Linked DNA regions of Mus musculus: region 2 is linked to region 1. Evidence: chromatin contacts called from public HiChIP or PLAC-seq data. All regions are on one chromosome and are shown on one strand. Each heading gives the region's core, a stretch centred on a gene start, on an enhancer-like site or on the middle of the called end of the contact. The rest is flanking DNA. Distances are from core to core; before and after follow the strand shown.

Region 1 (7,434 bases), core at 3,221-5,720:
CTCTGTTGGTGTCCTAGTGTGTTTTCATAAGTGAGCTCAGCTCAGCTCAGCTAGGGACAGATGCAGCTCAGGAGCAAGCCTATTGTGGGCACAGATGACGCTTGCTGCTGAGCTTCCCAAGTCCATGCAGGGGCCGATGTCTCTGCGGGTGATCCTTAGGTGGCAGAGGCTGGGGTCACATTAGGAATGGTGCTGCTCTGTGGAGGTGAGGCACAAGACCCAGTACTGTGCTCAGATGGAGGTAGAAGCCAGAATGGGGAACCCTACTGAGGTTGTGGTCATAGGTCTCCACATGGCCCTGAAGTAGTATAGTGGGTAGGGTCGTTTGTACTTCTAAGATCTTTCTGTTTAATTCATTTACCCATCTAGTGACTGATTTGAGGTGGGTGGGTTTTTATATTATTTAATTTTTAGTCCTTTATATATTCTAGATATTAACTACATATGTCAGTGGCACAGATTTTCTCCCATTCTGTATTCTCTCTTCATTCTCTTAATGGTTTCATTTACTGTGTAGAGGTGTGTGTGTGTGTGTGTGTGTGTGTGTGTGTGTGTTCACAAATGCAAGCATGTGCTAAAGCCCCATTTATAGAAATCAGATACTCTCAAGCGTTGGTCTTGTCTTCCACATTGAAGCAGAATTTCTTCATTGATTTTCTCCTGAATGTGTTAAGCTAGTTAGGACTTCTGGGGAGTCCTCTGTTCCTGCTGACCATTGTCCTGAAGGACACTGGCATTCAGGGTGCTTTCATGACTGGCTCTTATGTGGGTCCTGAGGGTTCAAAGTCAGGTCCTCATGATTTGTGGCAAATACTTTCATCCACTGAGCCTTCTCCCAGTTTCCAGCTCGTGCAGAAGTTTTTAATTCCATGTATTCCATTTCTTTCTTTCTTTTTTTCTTTTCTTTTTTTTTCTTTTTTTTTTTTTTTTTTCTTTTGGTTTTTTGAGACAAGGACTTTCTGAAAAGGACTCTGTCATCGCAGGATATAAGGACTGCATCAACAGTTCAGGACCTTCTGTATGAAACTGAGATTGTTTTTCCTATTTCTGTGAAGAATATCATTAGAATTTCCAAGAGACCTACAATGACTTTATAGATCACTTTCAGGAATACAGCCATTTTCACAACATTGGTTTTGTGATCCATCAGAATGGCAGGTCTTAGATTTCTTGAGTGTTTGAAAGTTCTCACTATAGAGGTTTCCCCCCTGTAGCTTATTGAGTCTTAGTTTGTTCCTGGGCATTTTATGTTTGAGGCTCTGGTTAATGGAATTGTTTTCTTGGCTTCTTTTCTTTCTTTCTTTTTTTTTTTTTTTTCTTTTTTCTTTTTGTTTCTTTGTTTGTTTTGCTCTGTTTTTTTTTTTTTTTTTTTTTTTTTTTGTGTGTGTGTGGGGGGGTGTTGAGCCTGGGTTTCTCTGTGTAGCCCTGGCTGTCCTGGACCTCACTCTGAAGGCCAGGCTGGTCTTGAACACAAGACTTTTGTCTCTGAGTGCTGGGATTAAAGGAATGCACCACCACCACCACCCCATTGTTTTCCTGATTTCTTTCTCAGCATATTTGTTACTGGCATATGTAGTACAAGCAATTTAAGCTTATCCCTGACTAGCTTACAAATAAATGAGACTCAGACTATGTTTATTTTATTTGGCTTTGATAATGACTGGGGATAACCCCTAATCCCTATTGGGGTTTCTACCCTGTCTTTGACCATTTAGTTCCCAGATAAAAGACACACAACTTTTATTATTTACAATTATCAGCACAAGAGCTGGGTAGATATCTACTCTCTATGCTATTAGAACCAACTTTCCTATCAATAACCCTGAGTAATTACTTACTATGTTTCATGTGGGCTGCTCTTAACTCCAACTCATGACTCACCTAACCCATGGCCGCTTCTTCTCCACTCCTTCTCTCTTTCTTTTTTTTTTTTTTTCCATTTTTTATTAGGTATTTAGCTCATTTACATTTCCAATGCTATACCAAAAGTCCCCCATACCCACCCACCCCCACTCCCCTCCTTCTCTCTTTCTTGTGGTTCCCTCCGACCCCCTCCCCCAAGCCTGGGAACCCTAAAACCCACCTAAGTGTCTTCTGCCCAGCTATTGGCTGTCGGTATCTTTATTTACCAATCAGAAATAACTTGGGGCCAGGGTCACATAGTTGCAGTCTCTGGGTTAACCAGGTCTTGGGGCCCACACTTAGCATTATTATTATTATTATTATTTTTTGGTTGTTGTTGTTTTTCGAGACAGGGTTTCTCTGTGTAGCCCTGGCAGTCCTGGAACTCACTCTGTGGACTAGGCTGGCCTCGAACTCAGAAATCCGCCTGCTTCTGCCTCCCAAGTGCTGGGATTAAAGGCATGCGTCACCACTACTTGGCTCTTGTTTTATGCCTGTTGAGATTTGGTCTTTTGCTGTGTATTATAATGCATGCCTTTAATCCCAGCACTTGGGAGGCAGAAGCAGGCAGATTTCTGAGTTCGAGGCCAGCCTAGTCCACAGAGTGAGTTCCTGGACAGACAGGGCTACACAGAGAAACCCTGTCTCAAAAAACAAAACAAAACAAAACAAAACAAAACAAAACAAAACAAATAAAACAAGGTTACTGGCGGTTCTACACTGTGGTTGTATCCCACTACTTGACTGAAAAGATTTTCCAGATTAAGTGCTTTCTTCTGCAGTGTTTAGGGTCCTTTGAGAGCCCATCTTCTTGTGCAAGTTGAGGTCATGGATTTGTTTTGTTTTGTCTTCCTATTTGTATTCCTCTTACCTTGTTGTTCTGCCTACTAATTCTGAATCAACCACCTGCTGTAACCAGACAAGGATTCTAGTGTGGGGATTGGGACAAGAACACAGCCACAAACCTTCAGCCTACAATTTGTCCTGCCTGCACAGTGTGCAGGTGGTGCATGCAGAACTTATGGGAATAGCCAACCAATGACAGCTGGAACTTGAGACCCCTGCCACAAGAGGGAGCCCACCCCTGGCACTGCCTGGATGGCAGGAAGCAGAGGCAGGAGAGCCCAGAGACCTGGGATACAGCCAAACACAAGCAAGCAAGCAAGAAAAAAAAAAAAAGTCAATGAAATGATTCCTAATGATACTCTGCTATATGCATAGACTGGAGTCTAGCATAATCCTCACGAGAGAGGCAGCATCCAACAACTGCTAAGAGCAGATGCAGAGACCCACAGCCAAACATTAGGTGGAGCTTGGGGAATCACAAGGAAGAGAGGAAGGATTGCAGAGGTCAGAGAGATCAAGGGCATCACAAGAACACAGCCCACAGAATCAACTGAGCAGGACTCACGGGGACTCACAGAGACTGAAGTGACAATCACAGACCCTGCATGGTCTATGCTAGTTCCTCTACATATATGCTATGGTTGTGTAGCTTGCTGTTCTTGTGGGACTCCTAACAATGGGAGTGGGGTTGTCTTTGACTCTTGCCTGCTCTTGGGACCCTTTTCCTCCTACTGGGTTACCTCATCCAGTCTTGATATGAGGGTTTGTGCCCAGTTGTATAATAACTTGTTATGCCATGTTGAGTTGATATCCCTGGGAGGCCTGCTCTTTTCTGAAGGGAAATGGAGAAAGAGTGGATCTGGAGGGTGGGGGGAGGGCTGGGAAGAGAAGAGAGAGGGGAAACAGTGGTCAGAATGTAAAATATAAGAGAAGAATAAATTAGTTAAAGAAAGAAAAGAAGAGAAGAGAAAAGAAAAGAAAGAACTCAGCCATTATATTGAAAAACAGCAGATAGAGTAAATAGCCTGTTTTGTTAATAATTTTAGAAGACACACTTGCAATTTTTCCCCATTTAGTATGATGTCGGCTGAAGGTTTGATTCCTCAGTGATGACAGTAGAAAGATGATTTATTTATTACATGTGCACATACCTGGTTCTGGTATGGGAGTGATGGGCCTCTGAAGGGAGTCTGAGCTAAAGTGTGGTGATGGGAGATGGAGCTTCACTGAGAGAGCAGCTCTGTCCACACCCCTGCCTCAGTGGCCTTTATTTCTGCCCTGCGCGGCCTGTTCTGGTACATGGGCTTCTTAGCTTATCTTGCCTCTGTCTCACTGTGTTCCTGGGTCTGGTGTGCACACTTGATTTTCCCATCTGTCTCTTTGCAGACGTTTCTACGTGTAAGGACTAGAATAGAACAGGTTTCTGTAGCCGCTCGCAGCTACACGAACCAGGTTCCTGATAGCGAGGCTGGGGCTGCATGGGAGAAAATGGGGAGAGAAATAATGAGACCAAGACAAGGATACTGATCAAGGCCCAAAGTTTACTTGAGAGTCTGAGCTTATAAAGTGTGTGGGGGGGGGATCCCATCCCCCACCACGCCAGGATCTCATATCATCAGGATAGTGTCAGGAGAACAGGTTCAGCCTCTCAGCAGGTAGCGGAGTCCCGGAGAAAATGGCAGAGGTGGCAGACCTATCTAAATTGGAAGACTCCACCCTAGGTGGTCTCGTTCTCAATGGTGGAACAGGTCTGAACCAGCCTGCTCAAGGCTGGGGTAGGCTACAGGTTTCTTAGAGTTTATCTGGTACAGTTGACCTCAGGTCTGTAAGTTTATAGTTTAAAGTTTTCTTTTCTTTTTCTTTTTTTGTTTTTTGTTTTTCAAGACAGGGTTTCTCTGTATAGCCCTGGCTGTCCTGGAACTCACTCTGTAGATCAGGCTGGCCTCGAACTCATAAATCCGCCTGTCTCTGCCTCCCAAGTGCTGGGATTAAAGGCGTGAGCCACCACCACCCAGCTATTAAAGTTTTCTGTTGCTTCTTTAGATGTATTTAGCTTCCTTTGTGTGGGGTTGTCAGTCATACACACATTATGCTGCTTGGTGGGTCTGACACGTTCTTTCTGTGCCTATTTGAATGGTTTATATTGCTGGGTCTTCAAATCACCGATCTCTTGTTTTTCCATGTTTATCTGCTGTTAACTCACCTAGCATACTGGTTAAAAATTTTTATATCTATATTTTCATTGTACAAATGTTTTGCCCACATGCATTTTTACCACATGTGTACCTGGTCCCTGTGGAGATCAGACGAGGGCATCAAATCTCCTGGAACAGGAGTTACAGGTGCCTGTGAGCACCAATATGGGTGCTGGGAATTGAACCCTGGTCTTCTGCAAGAGCAACCAGTGCTCTTAGCCTCTGACCCATCTTTCCAGCCCCTGTACCTTTTTTTTTTTTTTTTCATTTCAGATATTTTTCCTCTGAAGGACTCAGAGTCTTTTTATTCTCCCTGTTCCTTCCTTGTACTCGCATAACTTCTTTTTTTTTTTTTTTTTGGTTTTTCGAGACAGGGTTTCTCTGCATAGCCCTGGCTGTCCTGGAGCTCACTTTGTAGACCAGGCTGGCCTTGAACTCAGAAATCCGCCTGCCTCTGTCTCCCGAGTGCTGGGATTAAAGGCGTGAGCCACCACGCCCGGTCTCGCATAACTTCTTGACTGTATGAAGTGTAGTTACAGTCCCTGGCTATGCCTTTATTGGCCACTTCCTTTAACACTTGTTTCTGGATCAGCTTTCTGTGAGGTTTGTTGTTGTTGTTTTTTTGTTTTCTTTTTTTTTAAATTTTACTTGCTACTTTTAAAAATATTTATTTATTATTTATATGAGTACACTGTAGTTGTCTTCAGACACACTCCAGAAGGATGCATGGGATCCCATTACAGATGGTTGTGAGCCACCATGTAGTTGCTGGGAATTGAACTCAGGACCTCTGGGAGAGCAGCCAGGGCTCTTAACCACTAAACCATCTCTCCAGCTCGAGGTGTTTTTTTTTTTTTTTTTTTTTTTAAAGTATTTTATGATTCTTGGTTGTGTCTTCTGAAAATTTATAATAGTGACTCCTAGTGACCTTTCAGCTTTGAATGCTCCCTGCCAGGGAAAGGCTGGGCACACAAGCCTTTCTCCCTTGCTGATGCTAATCTTTATCAAGGATGGTTCTGTGTGCTTTGCTGGTACTGCCCTCTGATTCAGCCTGGCACAAGGGATTAAGGATTACCTTAGGCAATGTCTTGGTAAGTTCAGTGTTTTGGAAAACCAGATCTTAGTCTGTAAGAACTAGCCTGCTAAAGGTGTAAGAGGCTGGAAAACCAAACAGAGGCAGATGGATTCAGGATTGTGCAAAGTCTTATTTACTATTTCATTTAATTGAGATAGGGTCTGGATTTGGAGCTATGGCTGGCCTGATACTCACTATGCAGCCCAGGCTGGCCTCAAACTTGAGGCAATCCTTCTATGTCACCCCCTTAGGTGCTGGGATTATAGGTTTGTACCACCATATCCAACTTACAAAGTCCAGTTTATCAGGGACTTTAAGTAGAAGTATATCCTGGATATTGGAAAGACCAGTGTCCCCACATCCTAAGGCAAGGAGAGGAGCATATATACCAATCTAGACAAAGGAGCTGCAGTCAACTAAAATGCCTTCAGCTTTTCTCCATTCTTGATAGAGTCAAAGCCCAGTTAAATGGTTAGGGCCAGCTGACAGGTTTTTTTGTTTGTTTGTTTTTTGGTTTTTCTTTTTTTTTTTTTTTTTTTTCGAGACAGGGTTTCTCTGTTTAGCCCTGGCTGTCCTGGAACTCACTTTGTAGACCAGGCTGGCCTCAAACTCAGAAATCCACCTGCTTTTGCCTCCTGAGTGCTAGGATTAAAAGGTGTGCGCCACCAGCTGACAGTTGAGTGGGTAAAGGTCCTTGCTACAAGTCTAATCTTGATTCAGCACTTAGGATTCACCTGATGAGAGGGGAGAACCAGCTCCTATGAGTTGTGCCTGACACCACATGTTCACTGAGACACACCCATGCCTGTATCCATACATATGTCATACACCAATAATAATAAGTTTTTTTTAATTTAAAAGGTGTTAGGGAAATGGTTCAGCAGTTAAGAGAGAGCACCGCTTCCAGAGGGTCCAAATTTGTTTACCAGCGTGATGTTAGGTGCTTACATCTGCCTGTAAATTCCAACTGCAGGGGATTTGATGCCTTCTTTTGGCCTCTGAAGGCATTTGCATGCACTGGTGTACATGGCCACATACAAATACATGTATGCATAAAATGTATAAATAAATAAATAAATGTTAAGAAAAAAAGAGAACAGCTTAGGTATCTTAGCTGTGTTCGTCCTTTAGGGGGTAGACTGAAGGGCAGCATCATAGTAGGCATAATGACAGTTACAGCCAAGATGGCTATGGTCATCTCAAGTTAGATCCCTATAAGTGACCTCCATCTCATACCAGGGTGCCTTTGTCTTCCCACAACTCCTTCTGACAGCATTCTAGCTCATTTTGTTGTCATCTTTGCAGGTAGTTCTTGGCCACCAGCCACAGCCTAGAACAGCAGAGGATCTTTACCATCCAGTGGGGAGTAAGGACCATCCATTTTGTCAGATCTGAATCCTTCCTTTGGCACCTGTT
Region 2 (7,434 bases), core at 1,619-4,118, 250 kb after region 1:
CTGGGATCTATCCCAAGCACCACAGACTCAGAAGATAAATAATGGCACGGAGCAGCCTGCTCCTTGAGCTGGGGGTAAAGCTCTGGACTGCAGAGTGAGTGGAGGAGACACCTGAGGCCGGAGTTGTATTCAGAAGATGCAGACTAGAGGATGTATTTGCAAATTAGCTTCCATGTACACAGGAGTCGAGAGGCTGCCTTCTTGCTTCCCTTCCTCCCTCCAGTCTTCATTTCCTGCATGTTTTTCTTCCCTTTTTTGGACAGGGTCTCATCCTGTGGCCCAGGCTATTATCAAACTTGAAGGTTCTTCTGTCTCAGCTTCCTCAGGCGAGTACCACAGGCCTCAAGCCTCCATTCCCTCTTCCCCTCTCCTCCCTCCCTCCCCCTCCCTTCCTCCTCCTTCCCTCTCTGTAGTAAAATGAAGGGTCACCTCTATCTGGAAATGAGGGACAGCAGCTGAAGTGGACCTCTTTTGCTGGTCCCACCCTCTGTGTGACAAGCAAGCTGAGTGGCTTTATCACCCTCGGAAAGTCTTCACTGTCCCATCACCAGGGCTGACAGATTCTGTGAGGAGAAACACTTGGTCCATCCAGAGGAGAGGAAGCTCAAGTTGCCATGATTCATCGGCTTCAGAGCCAAGAGTTTTCGACATGATCAGAATTGTCTTTGGGGCCGGCCTGTGCTGGGTATGCGGAGGCCAAGGAGTTACTGGCAGAGAAACAAGAGCAAAATTAGCTAGTGTACTTTCAGTCTCTGGCTGCCTGCCAACATTTCCTTCCAATGTGAGTGTTCTTAGTTTCCTTCTGGAAGTTTTTGTCAGGTTTATTGCAAACGTAAGGGTGGTGAGTAGAGAGAAGCAAAGGGAGAGTTGCTGAGCTGGAAGGGACCCCTTTTAAACCAGCGCCCCAGAGCACCCCAGTGTGTGCGCTTTTCTGTAGAGACACCAGACTCCCTTTGTGCAAAACTGAATCCACGTCAGAGACAGCCATACTTTATGACCCAGCTGGGTCTCAATGCATGAGTGTTTATATGTGTGTTTAATAGGTCGGTGTATGTCCGATACATGTCAAGACCATTGAAAGCCACCAGTGGAAACATACGCAAGACAGATGGATGTCAAATTCACCAGACAATGAACACTCTAATGGATTTCATCAACATCCAATTTTGTAAAACTGTAAACTTTTGAAAACCATGAAATTAAAACAAATGCCTCACAATAGCATAAAAAAGCAACAAATTTGGTTGGGGGAAGAAGCTTCCTAGCAAAAATGATTCAGTAAATTTAAACCTGTATATGTATATGTATATGTATATGTATATGTATATGTATATGTATATGTATATGTATATGTATATAGATAACTTCCTGGATTTTGATGCTTACTCTCAAATCCCTCCCAGCTTTAAGAATTTATTAAATAAGACCTCTTCTTTTCTTTTTTTTATCTTAAATATTTATTTATTTAATGTGTGCAAGTACACTGTAGCTGTCTTCAGACACACCAGAAGAGGGCATCAATCCCATTACAGATGGTTGTGGGCCACATGTGGTTGCTGGGAATTGAATTCAGGAAAAGCAGCCAGTGCTCTTAACCACTGAGCCATCTCTCCAGCCCTCCTATTTTCAGAAAGGGCATTATGGCCCTGATCTACTGGCTGCCAGTTGACATATCTCCAGATGAGAAGAGACAGGGTGCTGCTGCTAGTTTCCAGTTACACAGGGAGGGGTCACCAGGTTGAAAAGTGACCCCTCCCACCGACAGGATACTATTTAAGGAGCAGATGTGGGGATGGGGTTGTGACTCAGTTAGTAGAGTGTCTAGCATGCAAGAAGGCTAGGGTTTGATCTCCAGCACTGCATAAATCAGGCATTGTGTGTGGCCCATGGATGGAGTCCCATCGAGAGGGCAGGAGGTGAAGAACATCCTTGGTTATATAGTAAGTCAGAATAGCTTAGAATGCGGTGAGAGAGGAAGGGAGGGAGAGGGGCGCGTGCAATTCTCCCTGATGGATAAACACATAGCCTCTTCCCCACTGAGCTAGAGCTTCCTGATTTACTCTTTTCTTTCTTCTTTTGCTTTTGCTTTATGAATCAGGGTTTTCTCTGTGTAGCCTTGGCTGTCATGGAACTATGTAGCCAAGCTGGCTTTGAGCTCAGATATCTACCCCACTCTGTCTCCCAAATGCCACCACTGCAAGACCACTCTTTTCTTTTTAAGAAAAGATTTATTTTTAATTATCTATACTACTTGTATAAGGGTATGTACATGTCAGTGCTGGAACCTTTGGCAGCCAGAGGTGTTGAGCATCCCTAGAGTGAGAGTTACAGGCATTACCTTGCGTGGGTCTTGGGAACTGAACTTGGGTCCTCTGGAAGTGAAGTATTCTTTTTTTAACTGCTGGGAGATCTTTCCAGTTTAGTTGAGTCTAGTCTAGTCTAGTCTGTTATTAAGGTAGGGTTTTTGTTGTTGGTTGTTGTTGTTGTTTTTGTCTTGTTTTGTTTTAATATTATGTTGCCCTTGGCTGGTTTAGAACCCAGGCTGGCCTTGAATTTATAGCAATCCTCCTGCCTCAGTCTCCCGAGCGCTGTGATTACAGAAAAATTTTTAACATGCCCAACTGGATTGTTTTCTTTCTAACTAGTTGTGCTAAGTTAGAACAGAATGGATAGAATGACAAATAAAACCGCCAGCTTTCTCCCAGAGAGGGTCTCTCTTTGCATTGCATTTGCTTACCATCGGTTCACACCTATGCTCAGTATTAAAAGCTACTTACCAGTCTGGGAACCTAACCTTGTTGCACCATGGAAAATAGTCTGACTCTTGGGCACCAAAGGTTGGTGACTCATTTTCAGGGTTTTCTTAAGAACTAGGGAACTGACTGTCACACTTGTATGTGAAGGGATTGGGAAACCCAGCCAGTGACTAAATACTTACATTGAATCAGTACTATTTTCGAAGCATTTTAAAATCCTGGACAAAATGAACCCTTTTCCTATTCCTGCTCAAAGTAGTCCCAAGCAAATAAGCCTCGGCTGACTCCTGTCTGCCCATGGTGTTAAGCAAGCTCCAGAGAAGCCAACTGAGCCCACACAGGCTGTGTCTTCTTCCTGGCTCTGCCTCTCTTCAGTTTATACAGCTTCCTGCTGAGAGAAAGGCCTCTGAAACTCACTCCTGCAGAGAGAACGTTGACTCTGAAAACTGGGAACCAGCTATGGATTCTGGACAATCAGGTGAGGGTGGCCCCACGGAAACAGGCTGGATCAAGTCTGTCTACTAGAAATGACTACCTCAGGGCCAAGTACCAGTGCCCTGAGTCCAAAGGCTTCCTCAAGCCCCCCAGGCCCAACAACTTGGTGAATTCAAATGCAGCAACCAACTGTGTCCCATAGTAGTTGTACTAAGTATACATGGACAGAGATTTGCCTATGAGTTGGTGTTGTGTTAATTAAGAAGGCATTTCAAGCCGGGGAGTGGTGGCTCACGCCTTTAATCCCAGCACTAGGGGAACAAAGGCAGCGGATTCCTGAGTTCAAGGCCAGCCTGGTCTACAGAGTGAGTTCCAGGACAGCCATGACTATACAGAGAAACCCTGTCTCGGGGGTGAAAAAAAAAGAAGACATTTCAAGATTCTTTTTTTTTTTTTTTTGGCTTTTTCGAGACAGGGTTTCTCTATAGCCCTGGCTGTCCTGGAACTCACTTTGTAGACCAGGCTGGCCTCGAACTCAGAAATCCACCTGCCTCTGCCTCCTGAGTGCTGGGATTAAAGGCGTGCGCCACCACGCCCGGCTCATTTCAAGATTCTTACAAGCAAATTGGCCAGTGTCTTCCACTATACACATTTTTCTATCTGAAACTGCTATGAGCCCAAAATAAACCAACAACAAAATTTGAATTTAATCGTAGCGTTATCTGAGTTATTTTCCAAGATTCTCTGGATCTGTGTCACATGATTTTCTCTGATTCAGAAAAACTTTTGAATATACTTTTTCTTTTTTAAATTTTGTTTTTTATTTTTTTATTTATATGAGTACACTGTAACTATTTCCAGACACACCAGAAGAGGGCATCAGATCCCTTTATAGACGGTTGTGAGCCACCATGTGGTTGCTGGGAATTGAACTCAGGACCTTTGGAAGTACTCTTAACCACTGAGCCATCTCTCCAGTCCTTGAATATACTTTTTCAAAATAAACTTTTGAAAAACATTTTGATAGTTTTTCAGGGCTTCAGTAATGAGTTAAAGATACTCTGCATTGTTCTAGGTACACAGCTAGTTCAGAATTTCACAGATTCTTTCAGTTTAAGGTTAACATTACATAGTGCAGTGTGTGTGTGTGTGTGTGTGTGTGTGTGTGCGTGCGTGCGCGCGCGCGCACGCGCACGCTCGTTTCGTGTACACTCAGGTGCATGGAGGAAGCCAGAAGTCAACACCGAGAGTCTTCCTTAATCACTCTCCATGTTTACAGATGTGGTTTCTTACTGAACCTAGAGCCTACCACTTTGGCTACACTGGCCCAGGAGCCACCAGGATCCTGCGGTTTCCCTTCCTAGCACCAGGAAATCAAGTGTGTGCTGCTACCCCCAGCTTTTGTGGGTGTTGGGATGTGAGACAGCAAGCACTTAGCCCTCCAAGCCGTCTAAGCAGCCTTACTGCCTCCTCCCTTTAAAACAACAGTGACACACCTGAAGAGCACCGAAGCCCACTCCCTGAACTGAAGCAGGATTTCCCCCACACCGGGACGTTTATCCTCTGGACAAGACAGGATGAGAACAATGCTGCCGAGAAGCTTAGCAGGTAAGAAGAGGAAAAACTATCAATTTCTAGGAAGTGGTTTTTAAAAAAGCTACTCAGGTTGTTGGAATGGAACATTTATTTAATGACAAGAATGTGCAATGCCCATAGATGAGAAGTCCCAGTCAGCATGCACAAAATATGCATTTTATGCTGGGAAGTGGTGGTACATGCCTTTAATTCCAGTACTCTCGAGAGACAGTGGCAGGCAGATCTTTATGAATTCAAGACTAGCCTGGTCTATGGAGTGGAGTGTGGCTCAGGACAGCCAGCTGTTACAGAGAAACTCTGTCTCAAAAACAAGACAAACAAGCAAACACAAACGCATTTTGCAACACATAATCACCTTATCTCCTCCAGCCGCACAAGAAGATATCCCCCACGTTGACAATGTCATGCGAGGCAAAATGCGTAAGGACCAGGCCAGGTGGGGTCCTACCCCATAGGGACCCATGCGCCCTGAATTATGCTGCTGTGAGGACTACAGCTGGAAGAGGGGGCTGCATCATCACAGGCTAAAACCCAGCTGGCCCTACAAGACGGACACAGGTTATTATTTATTATTAAAAGTCTTATTTATCTGTATGTGTCTGCTGTGAGAGAAGGTGCTTGCAGAGGGAAAGGGTGTCAGATCCCTTGGAGCTGGGGTTATAGGCAGTTATAAGCTGCTTGATGTGGGTGTTGGGAACTGAACACAGGTCCTTCGCAAGAGCAATGTGTGTCCTTAAGCACTTAGCCATCTCTCCAGCCTAATACAGGGATCTCAAGGAAGATACGTTAAGGCTTTAATTTTCTGTTTTGTGCTCATCCATAACTCCATTAGTGGTTTGGTTTAACGCTGTGGTTAAAAAAGGTTCACATGGAGTCATGGCTGGCGTGCCTGGATGATGGCTCTGACCTGCTCCAAGCTGCAGTGTACAGGACTGCCAGCTTCTGCAGGATGCCTGCTCTGTTGTGTTTTCCCTGGGTCCAAGTGGCCCGTTCTACAGTCACATCCGGCTGTCTGTCATGGCTCTCTCCTAACTGCAAGGACATCTGTGGCTCACCTTAGTGGAGATGAGGAATTCTCTGCTTAAGTTCCAAGTTGATTCAAGGTCTTGCCTGGGCTGGCCCAGGAGTGCAGGTGACATTTTTCCTTTGTATGCTCAAAGCTCTCAGGAGGTCACAGTGGCAGCTTTTTCTGGCTGACCTGAGAAAGAACTGGGGGTGATTCTCTGAGTTTCACAGGAGTATACTCAATACACATGGGAACCTATGAGGAGTAAGCTTGTACTGTTTCCACCTGGGCCATGAATGACGACTAGACCTAGAAAATGTGGTAGACACAGTGTGAGGTTCACCAAGAAGTCTAAGGGTTGCCAGGGTTGATATTGCACATGGTGGGCGAGGCTACAGAGGAATCAGATGTCCAGTGTGACTCTGGGAAGCTTGAGCTGAGATCACCCTCAAGGTGTTGCAAGGGATGCCAGCAGGGAGCCCCAGTTTTTGTAGTAGTGACACTGGCGAGGGAGGGGGCTGCTTTCCTGGAGTTCCAGTAACTGTTGCCGAATGTATGATAGCTCCCTAGCTGTGCCATGCTTCCTGTTACACTCACATGTCTAAAGCCTGTTGCAATTCTGCTGGCAAATGGACAGTTGGATAAGGAGAGGAAAAAATTTAGAAACGAGCTGAAAAGGGTGGAAATGGCCCCTTGAATCAGCCAGGAGAATGGCAACAAATCCCTGGAAGACTCTAGATCACTATCTAGGAGATCCTTGCAAGAAATTCAAACAAAGAAAATTCAGTCTTTGTTTGTTTTTCAAGACAGAGTTTCTCTGTGTAGCCCTGAGTGTCCTGGAACTAGCTCTATAGACCAGGCTGGCCTCAAATTCAGAGATCCACCTGCCTCTGTCTACTGAGTGCTGGGATCAAAGGCATGAGCCACTACTGCCCCACTGAAATTCACTGTCTCATTCAAAGCATTTTAGGGAAAAGTTATCTAGAGGACTGCTTTTAATCTATTTTTTTTAAGTAGTTGCATCTAATTTCTTATTTGCCTTTAATCCTCTGAAAAATTCATATAACTATCTTTTTCACTTATTTATTTAATTCATGTGTATGTGCATGGGTGTGTTAGAGCACAAGAACAGAGGTCAGGGGACAATTTGTGGAAGTTGATTCTCTCCTTCTATGTGGCACCTAGGGATTTGGTCCCCAGGCTTGGTGGCAAGTGCTCTTACCTGCAGCTCTTTTTGTTTTCTTTAGACAGTGTCTTGCTGGCCCTAGAAAACAAGATATCCGTTCCAGCCAAGGCTGGCCTCATGATCATGGCAATCCTCCTGCCTCAGCCTCCTGAAAGCTGAGATTATTGGTCTGTGCCACCACAGCTTGATTTACATAATTTTCTTTAAGTGACTACTGCATAATGCCAGAGCAGTGCCTCCCCATCCCGTTACTCAGGGTTAACGGATGCTCCCAGTCCTTACAGGAGAACAGCAGAGGAGATCAAGCATGAATGCAGAGGTGGGTGGTTAAGTGGAGAACGAGACTTATCCTGAGGCTTCGTACAGGAAATAGTGTCCCAAGATTCAAAGAAAGAGCAGGAGTGAGTGAGCTATAACTGAAGCCTCTTGTAGGACAATCTGAAGAGACAGAAAGA

What was found. HiChIP or PLAC-seq counts read pairs in DNA pulled down with a chosen protein or histone mark.
Region 2: an H3K27ac HiChIP or PLAC-seq map of embryonic stem cells shows a contact between it and region 1, with 2.9 times the contacts expected there. The contact joins two enhancer-like sites. A contact is called at or near these places in 4 of 39 promoter capture datasets (the 3T3-L1 cell line, the C10 cell line, embryonic stem cells and 1 more), 1 of 15 datasets of contacts at CTCF or cohesin (large pre-B cells), 4 of 484 Hi-C or Micro-C datasets (brain and embryonic stem cells), 6 of 115 datasets of contacts at active chromatin or transcription factors (embryonic stem cells, extraembryonic endoderm stem cells and stem cell-derived neural progenitor cells) and 2 of 9 other capture datasets (adipose tissue and liver).

What each region holds. Positions count from the first base shown.
Region 1 is chr16:4,018,476-4,025,909 of GRCm38.p6, forward strand. No RefSeq gene overlaps it. Among named protein-coding and RNA genes, the nearest start is that of Dnase1, 15 kb to the right of the region's middle. Within about 2 kb of position 4,471, at least 3 of the 459 cell types and tissues checked have an H3K27ac peak or open chromatin away from gene starts, as enhancers often do. A contact at or near this core is called in embryonic stem cells, where this site is marked.
Region 2 is chr16:4,273,408-4,280,841 of GRCm38.p6, forward strand. Gm36359 (a long non-coding RNA gene) reads right to left here. Exons shown (of 4, transcript XR_875865.2): 1 at 5,143-7,434; 2 at 430-707. Among named protein-coding and RNA genes, the nearest start is that of Gm36359, 7.2 kb to the right of the region's middle. Within about 2 kb of position 2,869, at least 32 of the 459 cell types and tissues checked have an H3K27ac peak or open chromatin away from gene starts, as enhancers often do. A contact at or near this core is called in embryonic stem cells, where this site is marked.